7 separate regions of the Mus musculus genome follow, and all the other regions are linked to region 1. The links are chromatin contacts, called in public HiChIP or PLAC-seq and promoter capture Hi-C maps. All regions are on one chromosome and are shown on one strand. The core of a region is the stretch at or near the end of the contact, and the rest is flanking DNA. Distances in the headings are between cores, read along the strand shown.

Region 1 (4,108 bases), core at 1,176-3,675:
GTCCAAATGAACAAACAAACAAACAAACAAACTCAGAGAACACAACATAAACAGGGCAGTTTCTGTTGAGATTTCTATATTAGCTTGTAACTTTCCCCTGTCCAAATAAATAAATAAACTCAGAGAACACAACATAAATTGTGGGACTTGATCCAGGAGGGCTTGCCAGTGGTGGCTTCCAGGGTCCCGGAAGATAAAAACAGGGCAGTTTCTGTTGAGATTTCTATATTAGTTTGTAACTTTCCCCTGTTCAAATAAACAAATAAATAAATAAATAAATAAACTCAGAGAACACAACATAAATTGTGGGACTCGATCCAGGAGGGCTTGCCAGTGGTGGCTTCCAAACACAGAAGCCACAGAGGCCACAACAGCTCAAAGTGGGGTTCATTCTGTGTGTGCTAGCTAGCAGTATGTCTCAAACGGGTGAAGCAGAAAACACTCATGCAACAAGCTACAAGAAAGCAAATTTATTTTCCACAAATAAAGCCCACAGGACAACACAAGCCTAGATCGCATTGTGAGCCAGTCAGCCAGAGAGCAAGCCAGGCAGTAGTGGCGCACGCCTTTGATCCTAGCACTTGGGAGGCAGAGGCAGGCGGATTTCTGAGTTCGAGGCCAGCCTGGTCTACAGAATAAACTCAAGGACAGCCAGGGCTACACAGAGAAACCCTGTCTCGAAAAAAATTTAAAAAAAGGACCAGAGAGCAAGCCGCCTGGGGCAAGAAGTAACAGTGTATGCACCAGCTATATCACAGATGTATGTGGTCCCAAAAGGCAGCCTGCAGGTCTTTACCTAGGGGATCATAAGTCACTGACTTATAGTGTAAAAGGGCATTGGGTTCTTAGGGAAGACTTAGATGAAATTCAAATAGCCTGTATGGGGGTCAGAGAACAACACTGGATGTCATTTCTCAAGTGCCATCTCAAGTACATCTAGTGTAATATAGGGCCTTTCACTGGCCTAGAACTCACCAAGTAAAGCAGGTTAGATGGCCATGGAACCCAACACCTCAACCTGTCTCTACTTCTAGAGCACAAGGATTATAAGCAATCGCCATCACACCCAGTACTTTTTGCATGGGTTCTGGCAATCAAACTCAGGTGCTCATGTGCGTAAGGCAAGCACTTATCAACTGAGACATCTCTGCTGGTGTGTGTGTGTGTGCGCTGAGTTACTTTACATTAAAAAAAAATCATTAAATGAATTTTGGCTTGAGGTTAAGACAAAAATTCCAACCGTTTCTTTTTTTTTTTTCCCAACTGTTTCAAAAGTAGACACAAACATTTCTGCAAAGCAACCTTCTCCACATCATAACTATTTTACTTAGTATTCGTTCTGGTGTACTATGTACATGTCTGTATGTGTGTGTGCACGTGTGTACACAAATGCATATGGAGGCCAGAGGTCAACATCAGTTGTTTTTCTAAATCACTATCCACTTTTTAAAAACCTAAGTTATTTGGGGAGGGAGGGGGGTGTCCGTGGCTGAGAAGTTCTTCTCTCCTTCCATCCAGTCGGACTTGATCTAACTCGAGTCGCCTACACATATACACACAAAATAAGTAAAAATTAAAAAAAAAATTAAAGTTAAATGTCACCCCGGGGCACTAAGCAAGACCCTATCTTGAAACTAAAACAAAAAGGGCTGCAGATATAACTCAATGATAGTGTTTTACCTAGCAATGATATAACTCAATGATAGTGTTTTACCTAGCAATGGTGAGGCCCTGGGTCCATGTTCAGAACTGAAAGGGGGAAAAAGAAAATCAAGCATCTGGGTCAGACACCAGAAAAAACTGCAGCCCTGCAGACCTCACGTCGATAATACTAGCATCTTAACTGAGCTAGGACAGTCAGAGTTCGAGTCTAATTTGGATCACAGTGACATCCTGTATTTTAAAAAGGGAAAGGGAAAGAATCTGCTCCCCAGAAGGAAACAACCCGTAGCGCTGTCTCCTAGCTGGAGTCTTTCTCCGCCACTGAAGCCCGTAGCCACTGAAAGCCCGCCACTCCGAATATTTAGGGCTCACAAGTCCTGGAAACGCCCTCAGTCAGGCGGCCAGGGCTAGGCTTCCTAGTGATCTAAAAATCGGGCTGTTAGAAAGGAGCAAACTGTCTCACTAGGACGGCAAAGACGCGTTCCCAACAAGATCCCCACTTGTCTCCACACCTGGCGGCCGCCCTCCAACGACAGTAGAAGTTGGCGCGCGGCCACCAACCGCGCTTTCGTCACATCCTAGGAGGCCTCCAAAAAATGGCAGAAATAAATTTCTTTCCATAAACACAACTTACCATCGCAAGATCAAGTTGGACAACGAAAACTAACATCTACTTAATTTTTTAGCGGCTCAAACAGCTTGCGGACGTGGCGAATCTACCACTCTCACCTCCGGAAAGAGCGGGTTTCCTACCGGAAGTTGCGTCTCCTCCATTTTGTGGCTCGCTATGGCGGCTGTGTTGAAGTTGCGAAGAGGATGCGGCGCCTGTGACTGAGTGGGTAGGCCAGGCGAGGCATCGGGGACGTTGTTCGGCCCAGCAGCAGACCGTCCCGGACGTCGGGGACGCTGTCATGTACGGTGCCGGCGGGGGCCGTGCCAAGCCGGAGAGGAAAGGCGGAGTGAAGGAGGAGGCCGGGCCGGGCGGCACCGGCACTGGGGGCAACCGGGTGGAGCTTCTGGTTTTCGGCTATGCCTGCAAGTTGTTCCGCGACGACGAGCGGGCTTTGGCCCAGGAACAGGGACAGCACCTCATCCCCTGGATGGGGGACCCCAAGATCCTCATCGACAGGTCGGTTCCTCCCCCCACCCGTCGACCCTCCCCTCCCTCGCCCGCTTGATTTCGCCTGATGTTGACTTGATGGCCGGGACCGAAAAAGGGGGTTTTGCGGAGCCCGGGGACTCGGGGGGCCTCCCTGCCCCCCACGTTCCCCGGCGTCCGGGGGGAGGGGACGGTGAAACCGGCCCTAAGGCTCCGGCCAGAGCTGGCGCCTCCCCGTCGCCGGAGGGATCGACTCTGCTCCCACAACCCCTCGAGCCCGGGCTGCCGCTGGCGACTCAGCGCGGGTGGAAGCTGTCCGGGGCCCGCCCGCCCGCGCCGTGGGGCGGGTGCCGCTGTCCCTCCGCTGGCTGTGCGGGGAGGGAGTCCGGGAGTGCGCTTTTGTTCCTCCGAAGCGCCGCACGCCGAGGCCCGTGGGTAGAAGCTTCTTTTGGACCCCCCAACCCCGTGAGGTAGCCTGAACCGTCTCTGGCCGGCTTGACTTTTGGCGTCCGGGCGAGCCCTTCCCCGCGGTTATTGCGACCATTTGCCCAACCGCGGTAGTGGGTGAAGTTGCTGTCTTGTTGGAAGCCGGTCGACCCGTGCGGACCTTGCTCTTAGGGGGTAGCGTTCTTAGAGCTGGTTTCACTGTTTTCTAAAGCCGAAGGGTGGAGCTGGGTTTATACCTTTGTGTTGGTTCTTTTCAAATCACACCCACTGAAGGGTGCCTGGAGTTGAGGGTAAAGGGGTGGGAACGTGAATTTCTGATGGTGTTTGATTTGAAAAGGATGGCATTACATGATTGGGTGTTTTGCTCCCCACCTCTCTCCTCATTTTTTCCATCTCTCTTTCTTTCTCCACCATCCCGGGTTTGGGTATTTGTCCTTCCGTTGGGCGATATTGCTTCTGGGCCCAGGACTAACTGTGAGCAACCATTAAGCTGTGGCGTGGTTTTCTCCAAGTGAAGTAAACCCATCGTTTGAGACAAGTAAAACTGGATGCTGCAAAGACTTGGAACTTGCATGACTGTAGGGATTACCTGTGAGCTGGCCAGAACGGACACGGTTAATGACCAGTAGGCCTTTCCGATCCCTTACGTCTCCATTTGGGGAGAGATCTAGGAAGAAAGGACTTGTGAAGGGAGTGTTGCCTATCAGATCGGCTCTGGATCTGATGGTCCACTCTGCTGGAAGGTGCTATGCCTTTGAACCTCGCTCGGTTGATAGCCAGTGATGCTGCTTCCCAGGCACTCGTGGGGATGTGTACTGTCAAAAGTTGGGCAAATGCTGAAACCTCTACTCCGTATGCAGTTTCCATATCATTCTGTGCATGATATGAGTTAGACCTCCC
Region 2 (4,108 bases), core at 822-3,321, 490 kb before region 1:
CCCAGGGACACTTGCTCTGGGTCCCACTCCTAGCACCTGAGCTGTGACACTACAGGGCGCCACCTGCTGCTGCTCTTCCAGGCGGTCCACAAAACCTGCCAAGAGTCCAGCGCTGGCAGTTTGCAAACTGCTCTCCTTCCCAGGTTTCCCCCTCAATCCAGCCAAGGGTCTCCCCCCCCCAACAAACTCCCCCAGGCCAGTGGGGGGGTCATAAAGCCTATCAGCACAGCAACACAGATGCTCCGTGTGTAGACATGTAAAAGCTGCTGTGCTCAAGGGAGCAGAGAACAGACTGGTTACAGGGTCTGGGAAGAATGGACGTGAGCAGCGCACACAGGTGGCTCTGGGGTCCGGCTGGATGGAAAAGACTGCCTTCCAACGTTCTGCATCGCAGTGCGTGGCTGTGGCTGATGCCTGCAGTAGCCAGTGAGGAGGGTCTTGAGGTTGTCTCTCTGTTTCTTAAGACAGGGTTTCTCTCTCTGTAGCCCTGGTTGTCTTGGAACTCACTCTGTAAACCAGGCTAGCCTTGAACTCAAAAGAGATCTGCCTGCCTCTGTCTCTCAAACGCTGGGATTAAAGGTGTGCGCCACCACAGCCTGGCTGGTCTTGAAGTTCTCATCCCAAAAGAATGATAAACACCTGAAAGGGTAGGGCCAAACGCCATGACTGGGCCTGCACTGTATATATGTTCTGAATGTCACATCTACCCCAAAACTGGGTACAATAACTGACCGCTGCAAATGCAGATATACTGTATACACACTCCCCGTTAAAAAGCTCAGCTTTTCTCTTCTCAAAATGCTCACTAGTGACTAAAAGCCTGTGTTAAAACGTAAATACAGTTCTGGCCCCCAGTGGGTAGTGCTGACCGAAGCAGGTACCTAGCCCCTGAGCTCCAGGTTTGTGTGGGGTGTCTGTGAGAGACTCAGCACAGCATTCTGTATCAGGCCATGAAATAAAGCAGTTAGAAAGGGTATCATCCAGGGTGGGGCAGGCAGTTGGAGAGGCTGTGATAAGAGCCTTGCAAAAAAAAAAAAAAAAAAAAAAAAACAGGCAGGCAGTCCAACATCAGCCCAAGCGCAGCCCTTGCTCCTTGCCTAAAACCCTGAGCCACACTCTCACCCACTGAAATCAACCCTGTCAGGTGGCCAAGAGGACTCCGACCCAAACATCGGTACACAGGAGTAGTGCCAGGGCAGGCGGAGAGGACTCACCTCAGACACCTACCAGCATCTGTGCCCAGAAGTGCCCTGTAAGATGCTCCCAGCACCGGCCCCGAACCTCTCCCACAGCCCATTCCTGGAGTCCCAACAAACTGTGACCCTTGGAACCCAAGGAAGACCAGGAGCCTTGTCGCAAGAATCGACTTGCATGCAGCCCTGACCAGGGTCTCCTGGAGACCTCCCAAGAATGCTCCTGAAGCCCCACCCTAACACCCCTGAAGACGCCAAGGACCCCAGAGCCCTTTCCCTGAGACTCTGCTCAGAAACACCGATTGGGTTCCTCTTGTGCATCTTGTGACTCTTGAAGAACCGAAAGCTCCCTGGGACCCTGCTAGGAGGCTGCCTGGATCCTTCCTGAAGACTACGCCCTGCCATCCCTGGAGACACCGAAGCCTCTGGAGGCCCCGGGGCTCCTAGAACCCTCTTATTAGATTCCCTCCTAGAGACGCTGCCCAGTTGCCTCCAGGGGCGTTCCTCCTCGGAGCTCCCTCCCCAGGTTCCCCTCCTGGACTCCCCTCCGTCCCCCTACTCAGACTCCTCCTAAGGTCTTGCTTCTGGACTCCCCTCCTTGCGTCTCTCCACCCCAACTCCCCAGGTTCTTCCTGGGGTTTTTGCCCGACCCACAACAGCTCGCCCGCCGGCTCAGACCGCTATGCGGCTTTCTGCTCACCGCCGTGAGGTCGGGCAGCCGGTCCCGCATCCCCACCGGCCAGCAGGGCGGGGCACCCGCCGCTCAGCTGCCCCGCCGCACACTCTCCGGTGGCCGCGTCGCCGCCTCTGCCTGCCGGGGTCCTGGCCCCGCGCCGCCGCCCTCCCTCGGGCAGGCGCTGCCACGGCAACCGCGCCCGCGCTCTCTGCGCTTGCGCCTGCCCCACCCCCTCCCGCGGGACCCAAGGCACCTGGGCGGGTCGTCGCGAGGGGTGGGGAAGTGGGTGTGGTTCCATCTAGGGGCGGGGCCTGGCCTAAAGTCCTCTCGCTGCGTGGCTTGACTAGTTAACACACTGTCCATCCTTGCTGGTTTCTGCACTTTCGCTCGTTTTGTTTACTTAAAACTTTCGAGAGCTGGGGCTATAGGTCAGTGGTTAGCCTTTGCCCACCATGCCCTAGATTTAAAGCCCAACAGCGGAAAAAGCAAAATTCTAAATTCACCATTACAGCACACACTGACAGCAAAGGAATTAGAATAAGGTAGGCTCACCGATTGATCACCTAACCCTGAGAGCTCCACACCTGGGTCCTCAAAGAAAACCTGCAGGTCCCACCCTGGATGCAGTTCTGGTGGGAGAATCAGGCAAAGCGGTTGCTTTTCTGGTCACTGTGGCAGTCTACCCATCAAAAGCTAAGTAAGGGAGGAAGGATTTATATTGGCTCATGGTCTCAGGGGCTAAAGTTCATTGTGTCAGAAAAGTTATGGCTGCAGATGGCCGCCAATGTTGGGGGAGGGGGGGAAGAGGGGACATTAACCTTAACCCTTCACATTTTGGAGGGACAGGAGGCCAAGGCAGACATGACAGGTGTGGTCCAGGCTAGAGCCCTCGAGGGTAGATTGTCAGCCACTCACTTTCTACAGTGAGACCACCCTTCCTAAAAGTCCCACAACCTCCCAAAAGCCTGCCACCAGCTGAGAAACAAGTATTCCAACACAGGAGTCTGCAAAGACATTTCACAGTCAAATAACAACCCAGGAAAGGAGACCGATTAACACCTAACACCAGCACAGAGGTGTGCATAGGGTAGAGAGTGGGGAAGACCAGAGGTGTGCCCCTCCTAGAGAGCCAATACCCCAGTGATGGTAAAATTTGATTGTCACCAAAGAGAGAAGCCTCTGGGCTCCTTTAGGAGGGATTGTCTAGATTAGGGAAATTGACAAGGGGAAACTCTTCTTAACTGTGGGCAGCACCATCCCACGTTCTGGGGTCCTGATTCAAAAAGAGGAGGCAGTGAGCTGAGTGCCAGCATCCATCACTTTCTGCTTCCTGACTGTGGATGCCATGTGACCAGATACCTCAACCCGCTGACATAACTCTCCTACCATGACAGGCTCCAACTGTGAGGGAAAGTTACCCTATCCAACTTCCTCTCTCTCTCTCTCTCTCTCTCTCTCTCTCTCTCTCACACACACACACGCACACACACACACACACACATTTACTTATGGGTAGCACACATGTAGAGATGAGAGAACAACTTTCAGGATTTGGTTCTTTTCAACTATGTAGGTTCCTGAGACAGAACTCAGGCCAGGCTTGGTGGGAAATACTTCTAACTGCCGAGCCATCTCACCGGCCGGTGGCTTTCATTCTTAGCGTGTGAGCTAAGTCTCTGCAAGATGGGGCACACTTACCAGTACTGTGTCACAAATTTGCACGGGAGCCTATCCTTATGTTGGTGTTCCCCAAATATGAACCGAGTTGGACACGGTCTAGGACTAATGCTTCAGGCAGCAAGGCAGATCTGAGAAGAAAAAAGGAAGGAAGGAGGGAAGGAAAGATGGAGGGAGAAGAGAACTTTTTGTTTGTTTGTTTGTTTTCTGTTTTGTTTTTATTGTCGTCTTTTATTTTGGTTTTGGATTTGTCTTTTTCCAGACAGGGTTGTCTTTGTGTATTCCTGGCTGTCCTGGAACTAGAGCTGTAGACCAGGCTGGTCTTGAACTCACAGAGATCCACCTTTCTACCTCTCCTGAGTGCTGGGATTAAAGGTGTGTGCCACCATCTCCCGGCCAAGCATGTATATAATTTATAAAAAACATTTAAACTCTAAAGATAGAAGGCTTTAGGTCGTGAGGGCAGTCTTGTTTTGCTTTGTTTCTTTGAGACAAAGTCTCCAGGCTGGCCTCAAACCTCCCCCCCCCCCCACCCCCATGTAGCTGAGGATGACATGAACTT
Region 3 (4,108 bases), core at 612-3,111, 440 kb after region 1:
CGATTTTTTTTTTGTACCCACACATATGTGAACACACACACAAATCAATAATGTCCTTTTTAGAGACTCTGACCCCATCTCTTCCCTCTCTCTCCTTTTTTGGAGGTTTAACCTAGAGCTTTACATGTATTAGTCAAGTATTCTACTGTTGAGCTAAAACTTGTTTTCTTCAACCCCTTACTTTGGGTGGGTGGGATGGAAGCCAGCTGTGTTTTCTGGAGGTGTAAATTGGAGCTGTTGTTACTGCCCAGGGAGGACCTGCAGCCTTCTCACTGCCATAGGAGAGAACCTGAAAGAGGACTCTCAGGGTTTGAGATGACTACAGCCATGCCTCACATCTTAATTTGATCCAAGGTAGAGAGGAAGAGAAAGAGAGAGGGAAAGGTGGAGAGACTGAGCCGGAAGATTCCTGACGCAGAGAAAATGAAAAAAAAAAAACCCCAAACAAAACAAACAGACACCCAGTTTATTAGCTTGCTTAAAGCTGCAAAAAATTGGGGTGATTTGTTATCCAACATTGTATAATTAATTGAAGAACATTACTTATTAATCAAAATCACTAGGTGATGCCCCCAAAGCCTAAGAGCTGCATTGAAGCAAAAGCTAGCAATCTCCATCAACAGCTTGTTTCTTTGTAGACACAGATATCCTTACATGGGTTTTCCTGTCCAGTTTTGACAGCAAGGAAGCTCAGAATCAGTTATGGCTCAATTTTAACAATTTTGCAAGCCTCTATGACCTCCTCACGTTTCGTTTTCTTCTGATTTCCCTTTTTCCAAGTTTTTGAGCTTTTTTTTTAAAGTTCATTTTTATCCTTTTAGTATGGATTATGTTAAAGCCACATCAAATCCAAATTATAGAGAAGTATTCATGAACCCATTTAAAAATAGGTTTTTTTAAATGTAAAAATAGTTTTGCGCATTTAAGAAAAAAGTTTCTCACATGTTGAACACAAGACGCCTGGAGGTGGTGCCTGGGGAAGATCATGTCACACAAACGTGTCTCTGGAGCTCTGGAGCCATTGGTCAGGGACAATTTGGATTGGATAAGAAATATCAAGTGATAACGACGGAAATGTGTGTGTGTGCAGAAAGGCAACTGATTGCTACCAGGAGCCAAGGGCTTGCCCAGTCAAGCATTGTAGTAGTATCTTTGAAATCGATCCCTTGTAACAGACCCTAAGATTAAGCCAAACCACCTCTCGCCTCACCCCTTTCCTAGGCCACACCCCTCATCCTTCCTGGTCACGCCCCTGCCCCATCCAGCACACCAGAGTTTTTGCGCTCCGCCCCTTCCCTTCGCTCCCGCCCCACCTTGTTCCGCCTCCCTTCTGACCGCGCCCTCCAGTGTAACGAACCCCATTTCTCAGCACCACCCTTCACTTGCGCCACGCAACCCTGGCTGCTTACAACCTCCGCCTCTTCCCCGCCCGCGCGCGGTTTTCCCACCCGCCCCTTTAAAATCAAACCACGCCCACCGTCAGCCACGCCCTCCGCATGCGCCGCACCACCTCCCCGCTGTTGCGCGCTCCGCCTCCTCCCTCCACACTTATGAGCGGCTTTCTCGCTCCGCCCCAATTCTGGTCAAGCTCCGCCCCTCCTCAAGCCCTTCCCTCTTTCAGACCCCGCCCTCCGCATGCGCCGCACCGCCTCCCTGGCGGTTGCGCGCTCCGCCCCTCCCTCTGTGTCCGCGCGCGCCTTCCCCGCCCAGTCCGCCTCACTCCTCTCGGGGCGGTTGGGCCGCGCGCCTGTGGGGGCGGGGCCCGGAGGAGGCGACCGAGCCAATGGGGCGCGGCGGTGGTGGCGGCGGCGGCGGCGGCGGCGGAGGCGGTGGCGGCAGCGGCGGCGGCTGGGTCGGGCCCCGACGGGCGGCGGCGTCTGAGGTGGAGGCGGAGGGAGGCGGCGGCGGCGGCGGAGGGGGGAAGATGGCGGCGCCCGTCCTGCTGAGAGTGTCGGTGCCGCGTTGGGAACGGGTGGCCCGGTATGCAGTGTGCGCCGCCGGGATCCTGCTCTCCATCTACGCCTACCACGTGGAGCGGGAGAAGGAGAGGGACCCGGAGCACCGGGCCCTCTGCGACCTGGGGCCCTGGGTGAAGTGCTCCGCCGCCCTGGCCTCCAGGTAGCCCGGCTTGAGTGAGGGGAGCGCGACGCGGGCGGCGGCGGGGGGCGGGGAGCGCGCGGGGAGCTCCGGCCTGAGAGAGCGGGGCCCGGGCCGCGACCCGGACGGCGGTGACCGGGGGGCGGCGGCTGAGGGCAGGCCTCCGGGATGAGGTGGCACAGTGCAGCCGGGAGGGCGCGGGCGCGTCCTGGCCGGTGTGACTTTTCTCCCTGTTGTCGCCGAGAGAGGCGTGTGAAGACCCCCGATGCAGAGATCGGCGAAGCCAGCATTCATCCCCGGGGTCTTGGGACCTCTGCTACCCCGGGGCTATATGTCCGGTGGCTTTTATCACTATCCTCTGGGTTGTTCGGGACAGGTGTTTTCGGTGCTCAGGCCTCTTTGTACTCAGAGTTAAGGAGAATTGGCAGCCTTCTGGAGGCGACAGTGACATTTGCGGGTAGACACGCATTTGACCCTACTCTGGAAGAGGAAGGTACCAGCACTTAACCCTATCTGATTTCTTGGATTTTTCTCCCTTGTGTATTTCACGAAGTGTGCCCAGCAGGGGGAAAATGGCCAGAGTTCGGGTCTACTTTAAGTTTAGAGTAAACGATGAGTACCTTGTGTATAGTGATATTTTAGGTACTACGATGACTGTTATTTTATGAAAGGATCTGAGTTGTGACCCACACTGGCCTGAAACTCATCGGACTATAACCTCTACAGCTATTCCCCTGCCTCAGTCTTTTGAGTAGGGAAATACAAGCATGCACCACCGTGGGTGACTTAGAATGACTTTTACATGTTGCTGATTAGTATTAGCGGAATAATCCGCAAGAGATTAGATTTACGAAACTTTGCTAAGCAGGTTTATTTAAACAATTTTTTGTTTCTTGAAAATACCATCGATTTTTTTTCCTGTTAACATTTTATGTAGTGTGCTAGCTTTTTTTCTTAGAAAAAAGTATTTTACACTTTTAAAAAAGGCTTTTTAAAAAACTGATAGCAGTCATCAAAACCAGCAAAAGTGAAAAGAATTATTGCAGAATAGATAGTTTGACATTTTAATAGAGAGTCCTACCCCTAATATTTTGATGTTTGTTAACAGTGCTTAACATTTCACTACATTCCCTCCTTTTGATAAATGCTAGGGAGACACAAATGTATATAGCTCACTAGTTTATTTTGCCCTCCATATTGGTGGAGGAGTATTTGAAGAAGCTAGGGTTGGAGTTTCTTATCTGCAAACTTAAGGCTGTTGATCTTTCCCACTTAGCCCTTTTCATAGACCAGCTAGGCTAGGCTAGCTCGTGCTTATAAGTGGAATTCCTGTAACTTTTTAGTAGAAAAATGGTTGTCATTATGGCCTCATTAAGCAGTTTTGTTTTTTTTTTTTAAATGCATTGAGTTTATAGTGCAGAATGTATCTGTGATGAAGAGCCCTCAGGAGTTTTATTTGCATCCAGGTTGAGGCCTCCTAGACTTTCTTTTAGACTAGACACCTTGAGAACCACTAAGTGTATCGTGCTTCTATTGCACATATTTATGTTGGGAGTGGGGTAGCACACACACTTATGGAGGTCATTGGACAACATGTGGGAGTCAGTTTCCCACCAGATGGGTCCTAGGGATTGAACTCAGGTCATCAGGCTTGCTGGCAAGCATCTTTACCAGCTGAGTCCTCTCACTGAGCCCACCAAGTATATTTTATGCACACATTCACATTTTTAAATGTTCTTTGCACCTTTGGAAAGGATTTTTTTTTTTTTTTCTTTTTGAGACAGGGTTTCTCTGTATAGCCCTGGCTGTCCTGGAACTCACTCTGTAGACCAGGCTGGCCTTGAACTCAGAAATCCGCCTGCCTCTGCCTCCTAAGTGCTGGGATTAAAGGTGTGCGCCACCACCGCCCGGCTTTGGAAAGAATTTTTAAACTTAAGTTTTTAACACCCCAAATTGAATGAATGAATGCAGAATAAAAAAAAGCATGCAGGAGCATATTTCAAATACTTAG
Region 4 (4,108 bases), core at 1,199-3,698, 410 kb after region 1:
TTGTTCCCTTGCCATCAGGCATGTGTCATGTCACTGCGGTTTTTGAGACAGCCTCCCCATGTCGTCCTGGCTGGCATGGACCTCACAGATGCTCATACATTGGACTTCCTTTAGCTTTTTGTTGTTTGTTAGTTTTTGTTTTGTTTTGTTTCCAGACAGGACTTCCACTGTGTAGCCCTGGATGTCCTAGAACTCTCTAGACCAGACCAGGCTGACCTTGAACTCACAGACATCCACTTGCCTTTCCCTCCCGAGTGCTGGGATTATAAGTATGCTCCATCTTTAACTCTCTGTCCATGTTTTACTTTAGTTTTGTCAGTCAGCATTCTTGGGGTTTGAGTATATGTGTGAAGGATTGTCCTTTTTTTTTTTTTGGAAACAAGATTTCACCTTGCAGTCCAGACTAGCCTGGAACTTGAGGTAACCCTTCTGTGTCAACCACTTGAGAGCTAGCACTACAGGCTTATACTAGCACTACTACCACCACCACCACGACCCCACTGAGTCTAACTAACATCATTATGTTTATTTGTTTTGAGAGGTAGGCTCATTTATGTAGTCCTTGCTGGCCTGGCGCTTACTATGTAAACAAAGCTGGCCTTGAATTCACAGAGTCCTGCCTGCCTTTGCTTCTTCCTAAATGCTAAAATTACTGTTGTACACTGATAAATTGATAAACTTTGTTGGCCTGAGGATTAGCAAAGTGGTAGTGCTTAGTACGTTTGAGACCCTGGGATTAATCCTCAAGATACTTTGTTAAGTCCGATATCCGTGTTGCTTTAAGGATGAGATCTATTAATGATTGTCTTTCTTTAAAACAATCATGTGGGGGCCATTCAGATAGTTCATCAGATAAAGGTGGGTGTTACCAAGCTTGAGGTTTTGAGTTCAACCCACAGGACCCACTGGGTGGGAGGAGAGAATAGATTTCCAAAAACTATCCTCTGACATTGTAAGGCCCCGGATGCTGGGCCTCCATTCAAGTCCTGGGATGAACTGGCCAACACCCCACCATCCCGAGAGAAAACCACACCTGATGCAAGCTGCAAGAGGTTTTATTATCAGCTAGCTGAGGACGAACCCCTGGAGCCTCGCAGGGCAGGGGAGTTCGACCCCAGAGGTGACAGTAGGGGGCTTTTAACAGCTAGCTGAGGAATTGGGAGGAGTTGGGAGGAGTTCTTCTCTTCCGGGTGTCCTTGGTGACAAGACAGGAGTGGGGAGTGAGTTCTTTCTGAATTTTTATCTCTGTGTCCTCGGCACAGGAAGGCCGGCATCTCTGGTTGTACAGTATAGAAACAAAAAAGCCTTTTGCTGGCTATAGAGAACAAAGAGCTTCTTTCTAGCTGTATTTTTAAAGATCAGGGAAAACAAGCTTGGGGAAATGTTTTAGGGGTTTACCTTTCAGGGAGAAATGCTTTAAGCCAGGGTCTCACAACATCCATGTGCACACACATTACTTTTACATTTACATGCATTTATTTGTGTGAATGAGTGTTTTGCCTGCTTGTATGTATGCCCCAGGAAGCCAGAAAAGGGCTTCAGGTCCCCTGGGACTGGAGATGTAGACAGTTTTGAGCTACCATGTGAGTGTTGGGAGTAGAACCCAGATCCTCTGCAAGATCATAACCACTAAACCCTCTCCAGCCCCTTGGCTCTAACATGCTACTTGTGATGTTTAGTAAGTCTGTCTTCTTAACTTATGAAGCATGCCTTTGTGTAGATTTGTTGAGGGAATTTCCAGAGATTATAGATTGGAGAGAGACAACCCACCTTGAATGTAGCTGCATCATCAGTAGGCTGGGAACTTGAATAAAAATGGAGGGGGGGGGGTACCAAAAAAAAAAAAAAAAAAAAAACACAAGCAAGATGCTAGAATTCCCCTTTCTTTGCTTCCTAATGGACGAATGCAGATTGAATAAGTAGCCTCAAGATCCTGCCCACCGTGTCTTAGCTGATTGTATTCTCAAACGATGAGCCAAAAAAATAACCTTCCCTAAACAGATTATTGCCAAACATTTGGTTATAACAATGAAATAGTAATGTCGTGAAGAGAATTTTCTTGTCACAAGAACAAAGTTAAAGCAATTCAGCAAGCCAGTTTTCTTTTTGCACAAATGAACCCAAACTAGGCTAGCAAATTCATTTGGCCAGAGCTCCTCGTCTTTTATCGCAGTGTTAGGATTATAGGTGTGTGCACAACCACACCTGACTTATACAGTGATGGGGATGGAACCCAGGCCTTTGTGCATGCTAGCACTCTACTGAGTCACATTCCCCAATTCCGTCCCTTCAGGTTTTAACCAGCGAAACCAGGTTTATTATACTTATTTACAATTCGGACCCCGCGAAGAAACACAATTCCGCATCTGGAACAAAGAAGCATGGAAGCCACGCCCCCTGTGAGGTCACAGAGCGCTCCCTACAGCGGAGCCAATAGGAGCACTGGGTGGGGCATTCCGGCGGAGTGACCAGCGGCGGCGGCGGGCGGAGCGCATCGGCGATGGACCCTCCAACTCGTCCTTCTGTCTCCGGCCCAAGGACTCGAGCCCGCCCGCCGCCGCCGGAGGCGCTGCCCACCGTCGGCTTCGAAGAGGAGGTGTACGACTGCCTGGATTACTACTACCTGCGTGACTTCCCGGCCTCTGGGGCTGGACGCAGCAAGGGCCGGACGCGGCGCGAGCAGCAGCTACGCACCAACTACCCGGTGCCCGGCGGCCACGAGCGCAAGGTGGCGCAGATACTGCTCAACGGGCAGCGCAAGCGGCGCCAGCGCCAGCTGCAACCGCGGCCGCGCACACGCCTGGCCTGAGCACACGCCACGCTTGAGCGGGTATGGGCAGGCGGAGCCCATTGGTGTTGGGTAGGGAGTAGAATGTATATCTCAGGTCGGCCTCGAACTCAGTGTGTAGCAGAGGATTACCTTGGACTCCAGATTGTCCTGCATCCAGCTTCCATGGATGGGCTGGGATGCTAAGACATGAGCCACAATGTCCAATTCTTTTTTTACTCTCTTCTCTTTTCCTTTCCTTTTCTTCTCATTTCTGACACTGTCTCCTAAACTGACCTCGAACTCATCACCCCTCCAGCGTTTACCTTAAAATGCTAAAGTTTCAAGCATGGGCCATGATTCCCTGCTGTGTGGTTTTGTTTTATTGATGATGCCCGTAGCCCAGGATTCCATGGTGTGTAGCAAGCCTCAGCTTCTCTAGTCCTGAGATGACAGGTCTGGCCACCATATTCACCTGTCATCTGCTTCTGAGACTTCCCAGCGTTAATCATAACTGTGCTGGCTCCCGATCCCCGACCCAGGGGTTTCCCGGCTGCTGGTGAAAGTCTCCACCGTTTGGAAGTTTGCAATTGTGTGAGAAAAGTCTACATTGGAAATATAGGGAAATGTCCGAGGAAATCCATCTTGGCAGGGTGGCTCACACCTGTAATCCATCTCCAGCCTCTGTGCTCAGGAGACCGCTGGAATTGGAGGCCAACCAGGAACACTCTTTGAGGCACTGTCCCAAAACAAAACTGCCCCTCCTCCTTGTTTGCTTCCAATTGCTGTAATAAACACCGTGAACTTTTGCTTGCAACTTGGGCAGGAAAGGGGTTGTTTCACCTTAAAGCTTACAGCCCTTCCTGAAGTCAGGGCAGGAACCCAGAGGCAGGAACCGGAAGCACAGTTCCCAGAGGTTCATGTTCAGTTACCTTTCTTGTACCTCCCAGGACTATCAGCCCCGGGTGATACCGCCCACAGTGAGCTGAGCGTTGAGAAAAATCCCCGCACTGACTTGTCTCTGACCAGTCTTACAATAGAGGTATCTTTCCAGATGACTCTAGTTTATGTCGAGTTGACAGAACCAAAACCCAGCAAGCCAGCAGACAGAAACTGGGCATGATAGTGCCCACCTCTATGCCTCTTTGAACTAGCAAAGTGAAAGAGTGGGTCAGAAGTTCAAGGTCAGAGGCTGGAGAGATGGCTCAGCCATTAAGAGCCCTTGCAGCTCTTGCCTTTTAGGATCCCCGCACCTGTATTAGATGCCTCGTTACCGTCCATAGCTCAAGTTCAAGGGGGATCCAACACCCTATTCTGCCCTGTGAGGACGCTGCATGTATA
Region 5 (4,108 bases), core at 1,150-3,649, 390 kb after region 1:
GGATTTCTGAGTCAAGGCCAGCCTGGTCTACAGAGTGAGTTCCAGGACAGCCAGGGCTACACAGAGAAACCCTGTTTCAAAAAAAAAAAACAAAAACAGAATGAGCAAACAGCTTTCCTTTTATTGGTCTATCAGTTTCAGAAATATCAGACAGGTGTTGCCATGTAAAAAAAAATTGAGGACAGTCAAGGACTAACCTAGTGAACATCTGAATTAAGATTTAGAGCTGGAAGGAGGACAGGCGGCTGGTCAAAGACTCACTGGAGAAGGATGCTTGACACCTTGAGGTTGGTTGACTCCTGGAACCCAGAAGGTGGAAAGAAACAACCAACCCCAATAAGGTGCCCTTGGACCTTCACACAGGTACCGAGGTTCTCCAGCACACACAGAGGCATAAATACACTGGCCATCCCGGCTATTCAGTTAGTGAACAAGGCCATTTAGAAGAAGGATTTAGAACCAGTGTTGACAATGGAGAAAGACAGTCACAAGTCAACAAAATCTAAAAGTCATGAGGTGATATTAGGAATGCAGTCCAATGCCTTCATTTTACCCAGTTAGAAAGGGCTGAACTTAACCAGCACTTGGGAGGCAGAGGCAGGCGGATTTCTGAGTTCGAGGCCAGCCTGGTCTACAGAGTGAGTTCCAGGACAGCCAGAGCTGCACAGAAAAATCCTGCCTCAAAAATAAATAAATAAATCAAGAAAGGTTTGGGCTGGAGAGATGGCTCAGGAGTTAAGAGCACAGACTGCTCTTCTAAAGGTCCTGAGTTCAATTCCCAGCAACCACATGGTGGCTCACAACCACCTGTGTACTCCTCATATACATAAAATAAAAATTTTTAAAGATTTATTTTATACATAAGTACACTGTAGCTGTCTTCAGACACCCCAGAAGAGGGCATCTGACCTCATTACAGATGGTTGTGAGCCACCATGTGATTGCCAGGACTTGAACTCAGGACCTTCCAAAGAACAGTCAGTGCTCTTACCTGCTGAGCCATCTCGCCAGCCCATAAAATAAACTAAGAAAAAAAAAATCTTAAAAAAAAAAAAAAAAGTGGGGGCCGGGTTAGGGTGCCGTGGGCAAGGTCTGGTAGCCCATACCTTTAATCCCAGTCCTTGGGAGGCAGAGGCGGGCAGCCTCTTTGGAGTTCAAGGCCAGCCAGGGCCATAGTGAAAACCCCTTTCAAGGAAACAACAAACCACCACGCCAATCCAAAAAGAAAAATCTAGGGAAAGTGACCTGCCTGAGCTGCAACTTTGACTCATATTTTTGGGGGGGTTCTGGACAGGAATCTCTCTATGGGTAGCCTTGCTAGCCTTGAACTGGTTGCAACCCCCGCTTGCCTTCCGGGAGAAGGAGGCACAAGGGACTATCTTGATGACAGATGACGCATGCGCTACAACATGCACTCCCGAGGTTCACTCCCAGTATGAGCACAATTTTAGTTTTCTACGATTTTATTACCCCAAGGAGGGACCTCAGAATCTGGACTGGGGGGAGGGGTGTCAACAATTTCCTATTTGTTTTTTAGGTCGGCCGGCAAGGTAGCTCAATAGATCGTTTACCACAAAATGGTAGACATCTTGGACCCAAGTGATGGAAAGACATAGCTTTAAATTTTCGGCCCTCTACACACAGCCCGCAATTTTCTTTGTTTCTTTTTCCTTAAAAAAATAAATAAATAAAAGAAAAGAAAATCTTTAAAGCCGGCAATCCCAGCCCTAAGGAAGCGGAGTCAGGAAAATCAAGGAAGGCCAAGCGAGGCCATAAAGTTCAAGGCTAACCTGAGACTCAAAAACGCAGTGAGTAGAACAAAGAAAATACAAAAACCACCCCACCCCCACCCCTGGCCAAGAGTTTACCACGCATCTTTCTTTCCTCGCCTCCTTGTATACTACGCCCTCGACAGCCCTTCCCCCAGCCTGTCTAGGGAAAAGGTCACGTTTCAGAGTCCTCTCCCCGAGTGCACCGACCATGTCCCTGTTCTCAGGAAGTCCGCCCCACCAGCGGATCCCTTCCCGACCGCTCGCTCCGTCTCTTCACCGGTCGCCTTCGCAGCCCTCAGGCTACAGAACCTTGCCCTGGCGGCCCGCGCTCGGTTCCCGGCCCCGAGGGTCTCACCTGGCCGGAGGAGTCACCCGGGAAGTGCGGCTTCGGCTTCCACGCGGCATCCTAACTGCTCGAAGTCTCACCGATCAGCGAAGACAAACTGCGAAACGTACAGAAGCGTCCAGCAATTTCTACCAAGGAGAGAGGAAGGGTGGAGGCGGTACCTCACCGGGCAACCAATAAGAAATCAGGAAAAGCTCGGGCGCTAAAGGTTATTGGACAAAGGAGATATCAGTAATGGGCAGAGCCTGGACTCAGCGTCCTAGGCCCGGAAGTTACGAAGTTGGCGAGGAGGAGCTAAGGCTAACCGGAAGTTCCTGGGGTTGCACTCTCAAATTTTGTCCTCCGATTCAATGGTGGAGGTTAGGTTTTTGCTTCCGATGGCCGGCTGGCCTACTCCACAACCTGACTGACCTTGATTTTCACTGTCTCCTGCCTTAGCCTCTCAAGTAAACTGGATTAGGGGCTTACTGGGGTCTGCTCTTGGGCTGTTTACTTAACCCTTCTCTGTTTTGTTTTGGGACAATGCCTCCGGTAACGGATGTTGCCTTGGATCTCGCTGTTCTCACGTCTCAGCCTCCTAGTACTGGTCACGCAGGAAAAACTCTGTTTTTCTGTTATAAAGAATTTACTAATAAACGTGTTTGGAAATATTAAATTACATAAGCAGAATTTCGCTAAAGGAGCTCTGCTCCCAACATGTCTGGAAGATAGTGAACTAGCCGAGCTTATTAGAAACTATGAAAAAGGGGCTGATGAGATGGCTCAGCGGAGAAGAGCACTGACTGCTCTTCAAAAGATCCGGAGTTCAAATCCCAGCAACCACAAAGTGGCTCACAACCACCCATAACGAGATTTGACACCCTCTTCTGGTGTGTCTGAAGACAACTACAGTGTACTTACATATAATAAATAAATAAATCTTAAAAAAAAAAGAAACTATGAGAAAGAAAATTCTGTACATAATTCAAGTTTCTGTTGCAGAGAAATTTTCTGCTCATATTTACCAAGGCTCGTCTTCAATTAAGCGCTATTTCCATAATAAAAGAAGACCATCCTGACTTAATACTAGCCAGTAAGATCATCTGCATATCAAAGAACAGGCCTCTAAAGCTGTTGTCCTCAACCTGTGGGTTTCAGACTGTGATTTAGGGACTGAGTTACTGCTCTTTTCCACGTAAGACTGCTCAAATGCAGAGATGCCCACATTCCAGTATCCAGAACTGTATAAAAGGGTTGCAGCATTAGGAAAGTTGAGAATCATTGAATCTAGAAGTCTCCTCAACTGTGGCCACAGAGGCTTGTGGTCCCATAAGCTCTCACCACAGAGGATGTTGGTGACCTGAGCCCATTGATTGGCAGAGATATCTGCAGTGTCAATCCATGATGCTTCCTGGAAAACACTCTTGTCCTCGTAATGTGGATGAAGACCATTCCTACACATTGCCCATGAGGTCATATAGTCCTACAGAGTAGCAGTAGGCCATCTGATGGAGAAACAGGGGACTCTCCTCCCCACCAAATGCCCAGGGGAATGGGGGAAGAGTTTTCCTCTGCCACCTTGTCAGGCACTGTGTATGAAAGGAGATCTTATCATAGTTGTTCTGTGGCAGTGGGAAAGCGATCACTGGTGACAGTCCGTGAAAACCATTTTCAGCTCTGTTACCCCTGGGGAACTATCTGTGACAAGGACAATGGAAGTCAAAGAGTTATCAGCCTGTCCCAAGGATGTGCACCTGTCTGTCCAGAGGAAAACCATGAAAGATCTTGAGAGAGAGTGAAAAATAGAGAACTTGCCCCATTGTTCCAGGATGCCAGGTGTTTGCAGTTTTTGCCAGGTGTTTTCGGTTTTTGCCTTTATAAACCCCTAAACCCCTCACCCCTTGAGCTCATGTTCAACTCCTCTACCCCTGCGTGGGATACAAGTCGTCCCCAGTGCACTGGTCTTTCCCGAATAAACCTCTTGCAGTTTGCATCAAGACCGTTACTCATA
Region 6 (4,108 bases), core at 437-2,936, 380 kb before region 1:
GTGGCACAGGGCTCCTTCTTGACCACAGCTTGAGAAGGTGCCAGGACAATACTTGTCACAAGGTGACCTCATTCATGCCAAGGTCAAAGCCCTGACTATGAGCTTGCTGTGTGATTGCTGCTACCCCAGTGCCTATGTGAGGCTGGTTTTCTGCGTAATGAAGGTGACATGAACTGGTGCCCAGTTATTGTCTGGAATCAAGGTAGAAGCTGTGTGCAGAAGATAAAATGTGGTTAAATCTCCCTGTCTCCGCACCTTTAGGGTGATATGGCCTTGAAGCTGCTCTCAGCACAGTGCGGAAAGTTCTGGGGAAGACAGCCTGCCAATCAGGGAGCAGGCAGGCAGTAAGGCAGGAGGAGAGGCTGGGGCATTGTGCCATCTTGGTTAAGAATTCACCTTTAGATCCAATGGGAAGTGACTGAGTTTCAGAGTAAGTGGAGAAGCTCTGTGGTATGCTATTAGCTGAGCTGGACACTGGACATCTGAACCAAGGGGGCACTGGGGAAAGTGCAAGGTATCAGAGGAAGAAGGTGACCAGGTCCACAGAGGGGTTTCATGTGGCATGCAGAGAGGACCTGGACAGAAACTAGCCAGGGCATAGGCCAGGATCCTTCATACTAAGACTCTAGGACAGGGGTTCTCAACTTATGGGTCGAGACACACACATCCCCACTGGGGTCACATACCAGATATCTACATTACAATCCATAACTGTTGTGTTAGAAACGTGGCTTGCAGGCGGGTGAGATGGCTTAGCGGTTAAGAGCACTGACTTCTCTTCCAGAGATTCTGAGTTCAAATTCCAGCAAACATATGGTGGCTCACAACCACCTATAATGAGGTCAGATGCCCTCCTCTGGTGTGTCTGAAGACAGCTACAGTGTACTTACATATAATAAATAAATAAATCTTTGAAAAAAAAAAAAAGAAACGCAGCTTGCTTCTGGAAAGACCATGCCAGGCCAGTACAGTTCCAAGTGAGAGAGGTTTATTGTGGGGGGAAGGGGCAAAAGGAGGGCGACAGAGATGAAGGGGGAAAAGAGTGAAGGCCAAGATGCCTTTTATTTAGACTGTGATGTAGTCACTTGCAGGTAGAGGTGGGAGATGAACCAGGTGGACTCTGGGACTCTGTTGCCATGACAACAGATGAGCAGGTCCCTGACGCAAATGGGTGACATCACGGTCATCGCTGCATTCAGAGATGACTCGAGACCGTAAAGGCAGATCCTGACTGTAAAGCCAGTTCTTGATGCCAACAATAACAGTAGCAAAATTACAGTTATGAAGTAACAATGAAAATGATTTTATGGAGGGGGTATTAAAGGGTTGCAGCATTGATTAAGGTTGAGAACAATGTCTTTGAAGTAGCTCGGGTCCTTTTATGGCCCATTTGAAGGAGGTGGCACAGCCTGTTAAGACGTCAGGCCAGGTGCTAACTCTGTACTTTGGAGCTTTATAGACCCTGTATCGGTATCATATTCAACCACTTTTGTTCCATTTCTTCATTTGTAACACAAGAAGGGTAACAGTTACTATTTTGCTGGGAGACAGACGCCTGATGGATCAAAGGAGTCTTCAACAATGAGCTGCAGAATCCTGGGAGACTTGGGTTTGCTCTGTGGGTGCTTCAGCTGAGCTCATAGCTCCTCCTCTGCAAGGTGGGGAAATGCAGCTAGGGAAGATATCAAATTTCTGGATTCTCTCCCACTCCCAAGGCTGGAAACACTTTTGCCTTCGTACTTATGGAGGCTCCATCTGAATTTCAGCGATGGCTCTCAGTGAGGACCGCTTGAGGTCAAGGTTTCCTAGGTAACAGCTCATCCCCCTACCCCCACCCCCATGGGCCTTGGGCCCGTGGCAAGCACCAGGCATCTAGCAGGTTCTTTGAAACGAACACGTGCTGTTTTCCAAGCCAGGGATGCAGAGAGAGACTTGTAAACATCCTCTCCTCATCTGCTCCTCATTTGTTCACTGAAGGGCTTTGTTATTCTCACTTTCAAAGTCAAGCACAATAACGCTTTGGCCCTGCTTAGGATCCAAGTGTTCTTCAGAGCATCAAAATTACTAAAATTACACAATCCCCAGCAGGAAGCTCTGACGTAATCACTGGCAGTCCACAGTGACCCATGGGCAGGGGCACTGTGTGTCCTTCAGAGGGGGGCTGCCCCGTGTCATCTTTGCCAACCCCAGGAGGATGTCTTACACCAAGGCTTATAAAATAGAGGAGGTCCTTTGGAGGCCAGTCTTCCTATTGATGAGAAGGGGGACTCAGAGTCTTCCTAAGGAAGTTTCTGATGGAGCCAGGAGGCTGGCTATTAGTCATTGTGCCACCCCATGTTGGTTAACGTCATATATGCTATGTCAAGCCAGGCCTTTGGATAGTTTGGTGGCTCCTGCCCTGTGAGTTTTTAGATTTTCAATGACCTTCTGAGTGAGTTGCGATTTTATGTCAAAAGTCAGATCTTCCAAGTTCCCATTGGAAACAAAAGAGAATGGCAGCCCCAGCGTCATCTTTTAGTGGCAGGAGGGGGAAGGGGAGCTGCCGCCTAGGCGGAGCACCCACCTTCCTATGCAGCCTAGTCAGCACGGTGGCCTGCCCTCAGTAAAACTAGGTTCCCACGCTGCCTCTTCATTGGCTCTGCAGACCAGGTGCATGGACGCTAGTCTGGCATGACTGTGCTGTTGCCCTGGGCAGCCTCCTTGTTTTAAAGCATTAAAAACCCATAGTGGGGGCTGGCGAGATGGCTCAGTGGTTAAGAGCACCGACTGCTCTTCCAAAGGTCCCGAGTTCAAATCCCAGCAACCACATGGTGGCTCACAACCATCCATAATGAAATCTGACGTCCTCTTCTGGAGTGTCTGAAGACAGCTACAGTGTACTTACATGTAATAAATAAATAAATGTTAAAAAAAAAAAACCCATAGTGAAGTTGAGTCCAAGGAACAGAGGGCTGCCAGGGGCCTCCCACCTCTGCGCATGACCAACCTCCCCGCAGCAGCATCCCAGCCCTGCACTGTGATTGAGTATTGAACCACACTGATGCATGACCAACCTCACCCCTGCAGCACCCACCCCTGCACTATGTAATGGGCCACACTGATGCATGGCCAACCTCACCCCTGCAGCACCCACCCCTGGACTATGTAATGGGCCACACTGATGCATGGCCAACCTCACCCCTGCAGCACCCACCCCTGCACTATGTAATGGGCCACACTGATGCATGGCCAACCTCACCCCTGTAGCAGCCATCCCTGCACTATGCTTCAGAGATGTGCCACCCTAATGTGTGCTTGTTTGGGGAGTGGATATCAGGGTCCATTTCTGATGTTATACATTTTGTCTATTGGGGGGGAGGAGTCTGTTTTGAGCTTTGACCTTTTACCTATCTTTAAGTGGGGTATTCATTCGATTACTGTGAGTTCTGAGAGCACTTTGCCCATTTTGTGTAACAGTATCCACTGAAGATATTTCCCCCCAGCCCATGGCTGGCCTTTTCAATCTATGCGCAAGTTCTTTCACAGAGCGGACATTGACAGTTTTAACATGAGACCAGCTTCTCATACTCTATACTGGATCATGCTTCTTCTGATACATGCACACACACACACACACACACACACACACACACACACACACGCAGCATCAAGGGGCTGGAGAGATGGCCCAGTTGTTAAGAGCACTTGCTGCTTTTCCAGAGGATCTGAGTTCAATTCCCAGCACCTACCTGGCAGTTCACGACTGTCTGCAAGTTCAGTTCTAGGGACTCTGATGGTCTCTCTGCCTTCCATGGGCACTGCATGCATATGGTACACAGACATACAGAGGCAAGACAGTTTTATTTCAACCTGACACAAGCTAGAGTCGTCAGAGAGGAGGGAGAATGAGAAAATGGCTCTATGAAATGAAGCTATTAGGCAAGCCTGTAGTGATTGATTAGGAGGGCCCAGCCCATTATAGATGGTGATCCTAGCTTCTATAAGAAAGCAAGCTGAGCAAGGCATGGGGAGCAAGCCAGCAAGCAGCACCCTCCATGGCCTCTGCATCAGCTCCTGCCTCCAGGTAAGACAATACCCATACACACAGAGTAAAACAAACAAACAAACA
Region 7 (4,108 bases), core at 1,002-3,501, 350 kb before region 1:
GCACAGAGAAGGCTAAGACATGGTTTATACTGTCAGGGCTTCCCCCAACGCTTGCTCCAGTGAAGAGGCCATGAATTCACTAAAGTTTCTTAGTATATCTGCCCAGTGTTCACCTCTGTTAAACCAAGACGTCACCAGCATAGGTCCCCAAGCCCCTGTAGGGTCAGAGTGCTACACAGAGGCCTGCCTGGGGTCTCTTGTGGGCAAGCCATTACTACATGGGCTGCTTTTTTTTTTTAAACTTGGGTGGCTTGAGTGTGCCCTAGAATGCACTTGGTAGACTTGTGCATACTTGGCTTCCTGCTTTTATATGGATGGAGGGTATGGTGAGGTTCAGTGTGGGATTGGTCCTCAGTTGTCAGGACTTACTGACTTCTCAACACTGATGGGTGTCTGGACAGGCAGCTCCCATGGTGCAGAAGAACACACTTCTGCTAGAGTTGACAGGTAATAACAGAGATGAACCTCGGAGGAGTGGGGGACACAGGGAAACACAGTGGTCTCTGGGACTGTGAACAGGGAGAGTCCAGCCAGAGCCATTCAATAGCAACTTTCCTGGGCCCATTTCCAAGGCTGCTGTGTGAGGTAGGAAGACCAACCCAGGGTGTGCCTGGGCATCGGTGTATGTGGCTTGCTATGCCTCCCAAGTGGGACAACCTTACCCTCTGCCAATTCTCTGCTGCATAAGAGAGAAAGGCTCAACTTCATCTGCATCTGAGTCCCATGCTCCCATCTTCCAGTCTGACCTTGGCCTTACTATCACCGGGATAAGATAGCCACAGCCTCCTAGCTGCCCCCTCTTTCAGTCTTGCCCCTTCTTGTAACTTAGTGCCCAGAGGACTATTCAAAATGTGGCTAGAGAGACAGCTCAGTGACTGAGAACATGGGTTGCTCTTGCAGAGGACCAGGGTTCAGTTCCCAGTATCTGCACGGCATGTACCAGTCATTCAGTTCCAGGGGGCTCTGTCGCTGTCTTCTGGCCTCTGTAGACACTGCAAGCTAAACCGTTCACGCATATAAAAAAATAAGAAATTAATAAATCTTCAAAGTGCTTTAAAATAGTCACCCATCTGCTTAAAACCTTTCCCTGTGTCCTCTACACTCCCAGCCTCAAGCCACCACAACCTCCTCCTGGCTCTTCCCCACCCGAGTCAGGACCTAGGCTTACATTCTTCCTCCACCAATGGGATGTTCTCCTACAGGCACCTGCATGGTTACCACCATCCCAGATTCTGTCCCACAGCCCAATCATCCTCCAAGAGCCAGCCATACAGCACAGCCACACCCTATCATCCCTGCTACCTTTATTCCCTATCTGTCTTCTCTGGTTTAAAAAAAAAAAGAGGGGCTGGTGAGATGGCTCAGTGGGTAAGAGCACCCGACTGCTCTTCCGAAGGTCAGGAGTTCAAATCCCAGCAACCACATGGTGGCTCACAACCATCCGTAACAAGATCTGACTCCCTCTTCTGGAGTGTATGAAGACAGCTACAGTGTACTTACATATAACCAATAAATAAATCTTTAAAAAAAAAAAAAAGAGCCAGGTAAGGATGGGGTCCTGGAGGGGAGAAGGACAAAAGAGGAAGAATACAACCTCTAGGGCTCTACCAGTATGCCGACTGAATAAATGAATGAAAGAAGACTTTGCACACAGCTCTCTGACCCTGAGTCACATGGGCACACAACGGGTCAGGGTGAGCCCAGACATGCCACCTGAGCTCCGAGAACAGTGATTTTTTTTTTTTACCTGAGCCTCTTGCTTCACTATCTGGCCTTGACAACACTAAACTGTTCCTGGACCCCTATGTTTCCACTTCCGGCCCCCACCCAGACTAAGCACGGAGGTGTTCTTTGCCTGTTTGTTCCGGAGCCTCCTCTTTGACCTTGAGAAGCTACAATAGTCTTGTGATCCTCCCTCCCAGGCTAGACCAAGGTTCTGCAAGAGGTAGATTCAGTTGCCTCTCTATCTGCTGTGAACCCTCCCCAGCTTCCCTAATACCCTGGTGGGGTGAGGACAAGCCTTCCCAGGGCCCACACACAGCATGGATGGCTCCCATCCGGTCCCCACCCCCACCCCACCTTTCTCGCCTAGGTGCTTTGACACCTGAGGTTCCTTCTGCTCTCCAGGTTCCTGAAACTCTCATCACTCCCGAAGGAGCTGGTGAGGCTTGCCCTCCAAGTCCCTCCCTCAGGACACCTATGTCCTCCTTGAGTCATTGATGTTTCTTTGAGGCCGGATCTGTACATTCGTTCCTGTGTGTAGGTGTGGCATGCAGCACACAGTAGGAGCTGCCACTGCAGGGGAAACACCCTATTCCTGATACCTAGTCAGTTTTGGGCGGGGGCAGGTATCAGGCCCAAGGCTTAGAGTTCATTGGGCCTGGGAGACTCACCGCACTGAGCTGGAACGCAGCAGCCGGAGTCTCTGTGGTAGAGCTCCAGCTGTGCCCTGTTTCTCCACACTCCTCCTAGGCTGAAGCCCCCACGGCTTCCCCACCAAGCCAAAGTCTCCTTGCTGTGCCTAGATGATGGCTCAGGGGCAAGTCACCAGTCCTGCAGAGGAGGCTCACTTACTTGTTCTAAGACTGGACAATAGAGAAACTGCAAGAGACAGAAGCTAAGACAGCGCTATTGTTAAGTCCCAGAGAAGCTATATTGTAACGATGCTAATGGGGGTCAAAACAAAAGGAGAAAAATCCGCCCACTTCCCTAGGTCTGGGTCTAGCTTTACAGATGTCTAATGCACACAGAGGGTTACGTGGCGGGAATTACAATGTACCCGAGATCTGTTTCCTTGGCTAATTATTTTCACCGTCTCTACAAAAGCAAACTGGTCTCTGGGAGATTTATTCACACAGAAATCACTGCAGAGGGGAGCCGAGTGCTGTCAAGGATCTGGTGTGTTCTTTGTTTATCTGGCTTCTTTGCAAAATGGATCCTCGTTTTATTTATCTATGGGGGGGGGGGGGATTTCTGTGTCCTGGCTCACCTGTGGAGTGCAGAAACAAAGAAACAACTTTCGGGAGTTGTTTCTTTGTTTCCACCAAGTGGGTCCCAGGGATGGAACTCAAATTGTCAGGCTGAGCAGCAAGCAACTTTACCTGCTGAGCCATCTCCCCAGCCCCACATGCATTGGAGTTTTTTAAGATTACTTGGTGTCAGTGGAGTGTGTCTCTGCTTAGGTGCTTTCTCTTTTTCCCAGACTCCTTCCTGCAGCAGGCACTGGGGTCACCAGAGCCACAAGTCATCCTGAAGCCGAGTGATGGAGATTCCATCACTCTGCCGTGCCGCACACTCTGGTTTCTGTCCTAGCTTTTAGAACTCAGGCAGATGCAGAGATATGCCACCTAGTCTTTGCCAGTGGTTCCAGGTAGATGACCTGGCTTCACTGTCACAACGGAAAAACCACCCACAGTGCTGGGTATCACCCACAGGTGCTGATATTGGGATTCCTCCAGCCTCCCAGCCTCGTCTGTCACATTGTTGGGTGCCTACTCTTATCTGACAGCCCAGGGCCACCTCTCCTCCTGAGAGGAACAAGGCCTCTGGTGACATTGGTCTATCCTGCATAGAGGGCAAGGCTAGGGACTGAAATTGAATATTTGCTTTCTGGAGCAAATGAGGCAGGTGTAGTGCCCAGGGTTACCCAGTACATGTGAACCCCTTATCATTTGCACCCCCTAATTGAAACAGAGGTGAGACCTTAGTCTCTTCTGCCCAGCTTTTGGCTGTCTGCATCTTTGTTTATCAATCACAATTAACTGGGGACAGGGCCACTTTGCCTGCATCTACATGGGGACTCTCTTGCCTCTGGGGCAACCAGTTTTTTGGGGCCCCAAATTATCATTTGAATCCAAGCAGCATCAGGCCAACCCACTATAGAACAGGGTGGCTGTGAGAGTGGGGCCTGCTCTGGGGCTTTGAAACCTTGGGAAAGGAGAGTGGGATCTAGGGGACACAAGAGTGTGTAGAAAAAAAAAAGGGAGGGAAATACAACAGTGGATGGCACCCCTGGGGAGCTTGGGGCTTCCATGAGGATGAGTTCTGAAGGAGGGTCAGAAGGGTCAGGCCTCCCAGGCAGTTGCACCAGGGTGGGCAAGCTTGGAGG

The links. Promoter capture Hi-C pulls out the DNA fragments that hold promoters and counts their contacts. HiChIP or PLAC-seq counts read pairs in DNA pulled down with a chosen protein or histone mark. Capture Hi-C pulls out chosen DNA fragments and counts their contacts.
Region 2: a promoter capture Hi-C map of liver shows a contact between it and region 1, with 3 times the contacts expected there. The contact joins the promoter of Stx2 here to the promoter of Sfswap in region 1. A contact is called at or near these places in 11 of 39 promoter capture datasets (the C10 cell line, cranial neural crest, erythroid cells and 8 more), 8 of 484 Hi-C or Micro-C datasets (CD4 T cells, CD8 T cells, the G1E-ER4 cell line and 5 more), 7 of 115 datasets of contacts at active chromatin or transcription factors (the SCID.adh cell line, bone marrow-derived dendritic cells, bone marrow-derived macrophages and 3 more) and 3 of 9 other capture datasets (adipose tissue, liver and macrophages).
Region 3: a contact with region 1 is called in a promoter capture Hi-C map of pre-B cells. The contact joins the promoter of Vkorc1l1 here to the promoter of Sfswap in region 1. A contact is called at or near these places in 2 of 39 promoter capture datasets (hematopoietic stem and progenitor cells and pre-B cells), 2 of 484 Hi-C or Micro-C datasets (both in CD4 T cells) and 3 of 115 datasets of contacts at active chromatin or transcription factors (effector CD8 T cells, embryonic stem cells and memory CD8 T cells).
Region 4: a promoter capture Hi-C map of liver shows a contact between it and region 1, with 2.7 times the contacts expected there. The contact joins the promoter of Nupr1l here to the promoter of Sfswap in region 1. A contact is called at or near these places in 7 of 39 promoter capture datasets (hematopoietic stem and progenitor cells, hippocampal neurons, liver and 3 more), 2 of 484 Hi-C or Micro-C datasets (CD4 T cells and CD8 T cells), 2 of 115 datasets of contacts at active chromatin or transcription factors (embryonic stem cells and memory CD8 T cells) and 2 of 9 other capture datasets (adipose tissue and liver).
Region 5: a contact with region 1 is called in a promoter capture Hi-C map of adipose tissue. The contact joins the promoter of Chchd2 here to the promoter of Sfswap in region 1. A contact is called at or near these places in 5 of 39 promoter capture datasets (hematopoietic stem and progenitor cells, hippocampal neurons, liver and 2 more), 3 of 484 Hi-C or Micro-C datasets (CD4 T cells, CD8 T cells and liver) and 2 of 9 other capture datasets (adipose tissue and liver).
Region 6: an H3K4me3 HiChIP or PLAC-seq map of embryonic stem cells shows a contact between it and region 1, with 14 read pairs. The contact joins the enhancer-like site here to the promoter of Sfswap in region 1. A contact is called at or near these places in 4 of 39 promoter capture datasets (cranial neural crest, embryonic stem cells, maxillary cranial neural crest and 1 more), 7 of 115 datasets of contacts at active chromatin or transcription factors (embryonic basal ganglia, embryonic forebrain, embryonic stem cells and 1 more) and 1 of 9 other capture datasets (adipose tissue).
Region 7: a contact with region 1 is called in an H3K27ac HiChIP or PLAC-seq map of embryonic stem cells, with 5 times the contacts expected there. The contact joins the enhancer-like site here to the promoter of Sfswap in region 1. A contact is called at or near these places in 19 of 115 datasets of contacts at active chromatin or transcription factors (acute myeloid leukemia, embryonic basal ganglia, embryonic brain and 8 more) and 2 of 9 other capture datasets (adipose tissue and embryonic stem cells).

The regions. Positions count from the first base shown.
Region 1 is chr5:129,498,806-129,502,913 of GRCm38.p6, forward strand. It overlaps Sfswap (splicing factor SWAP), which reads left to right and starts at 2,426. Exons shown (of 18, transcript NM_172276.3): 1 at 2,426-2,791. The coding sequence starts at 2,574. Gm40332 (a long non-coding RNA gene) reads right to left here and starts at 2,421. Exons shown (of 3, transcript XR_868547.2): 1 at 2,297-2,421; 2 at 1,715-1,749; 3 at 1,445-1,543.
Region 2 is chr5:129,006,501-129,010,608 of GRCm38.p6, forward strand. Stx2 (syntaxin 2) reads right to left here and starts at 2,072. Exons shown (of 11, transcript NM_007941.3): 1 at 1,894-2,072. The coding sequence starts at 1,923.
Region 3 is chr5:129,940,248-129,944,355 of GRCm38.p6, forward strand. Vkorc1l1 (vitamin K epoxide reductase complex, subunit 1-like 1) reads left to right here and starts at 1,862. Exons shown (of 3, transcript NM_027121.4): 1 at 1,862-2,118. The coding sequence starts at 1,925.
Region 4 is chr5:129,906,092-129,910,199 of GRCm38.p6, forward strand. Nupr1l (nuclear protein transcriptional regulator 1 like) reads left to right here and starts at 2,449. Exons shown (of 3, transcript NM_026916.3): 1 at 2,449-2,830. The coding sequence starts at 2,501. The coding sequence ends at 2,809. It also overlaps a transcript of Zbed5 not described here.
Region 5 is chr5:129,885,071-129,889,178 of GRCm38.p6, forward strand. It overlaps Chchd2 (coiled-coil-helix-coiled-coil-helix domain containing 2), which reads right to left and starts at 2,400. Exons shown (of 4, transcript NM_024166.6): 1 at 2,128-2,400. The coding sequence starts at 2,177.
Region 6 is chr5:129,122,630-129,126,737 of GRCm38.p6, forward strand. All of the region lies in intron 5 of Adgrd1 (adhesion G protein-coupled receptor D1), which reads left to right. Among named protein-coding and RNA genes, the nearest start is that of Gm46923, 8.0 kb to the left of the region's middle. Within about 2 kb of position 1,687, at least 23 of the 459 cell types and tissues checked have an H3K27ac peak or open chromatin away from gene starts, as enhancers often do. A contact at or near this core is called in adipose tissue, where this site is marked.
Region 7 is chr5:129,153,485-129,157,592 of GRCm38.p6, forward strand. The region is part of intron 13 of Adgrd1 (adhesion G protein-coupled receptor D1); the gene reads left to right. Among named protein-coding and RNA genes, the nearest start is that of Gm46923, 39 kb to the left of the region's middle. Within about 2 kb of position 2,252, at least 35 of the 459 cell types and tissues checked have an H3K27ac peak or open chromatin away from gene starts, as enhancers often do. A contact at or near this core is called in embryonic basal ganglia, embryonic forebrain and embryonic stem cells, where this site is marked.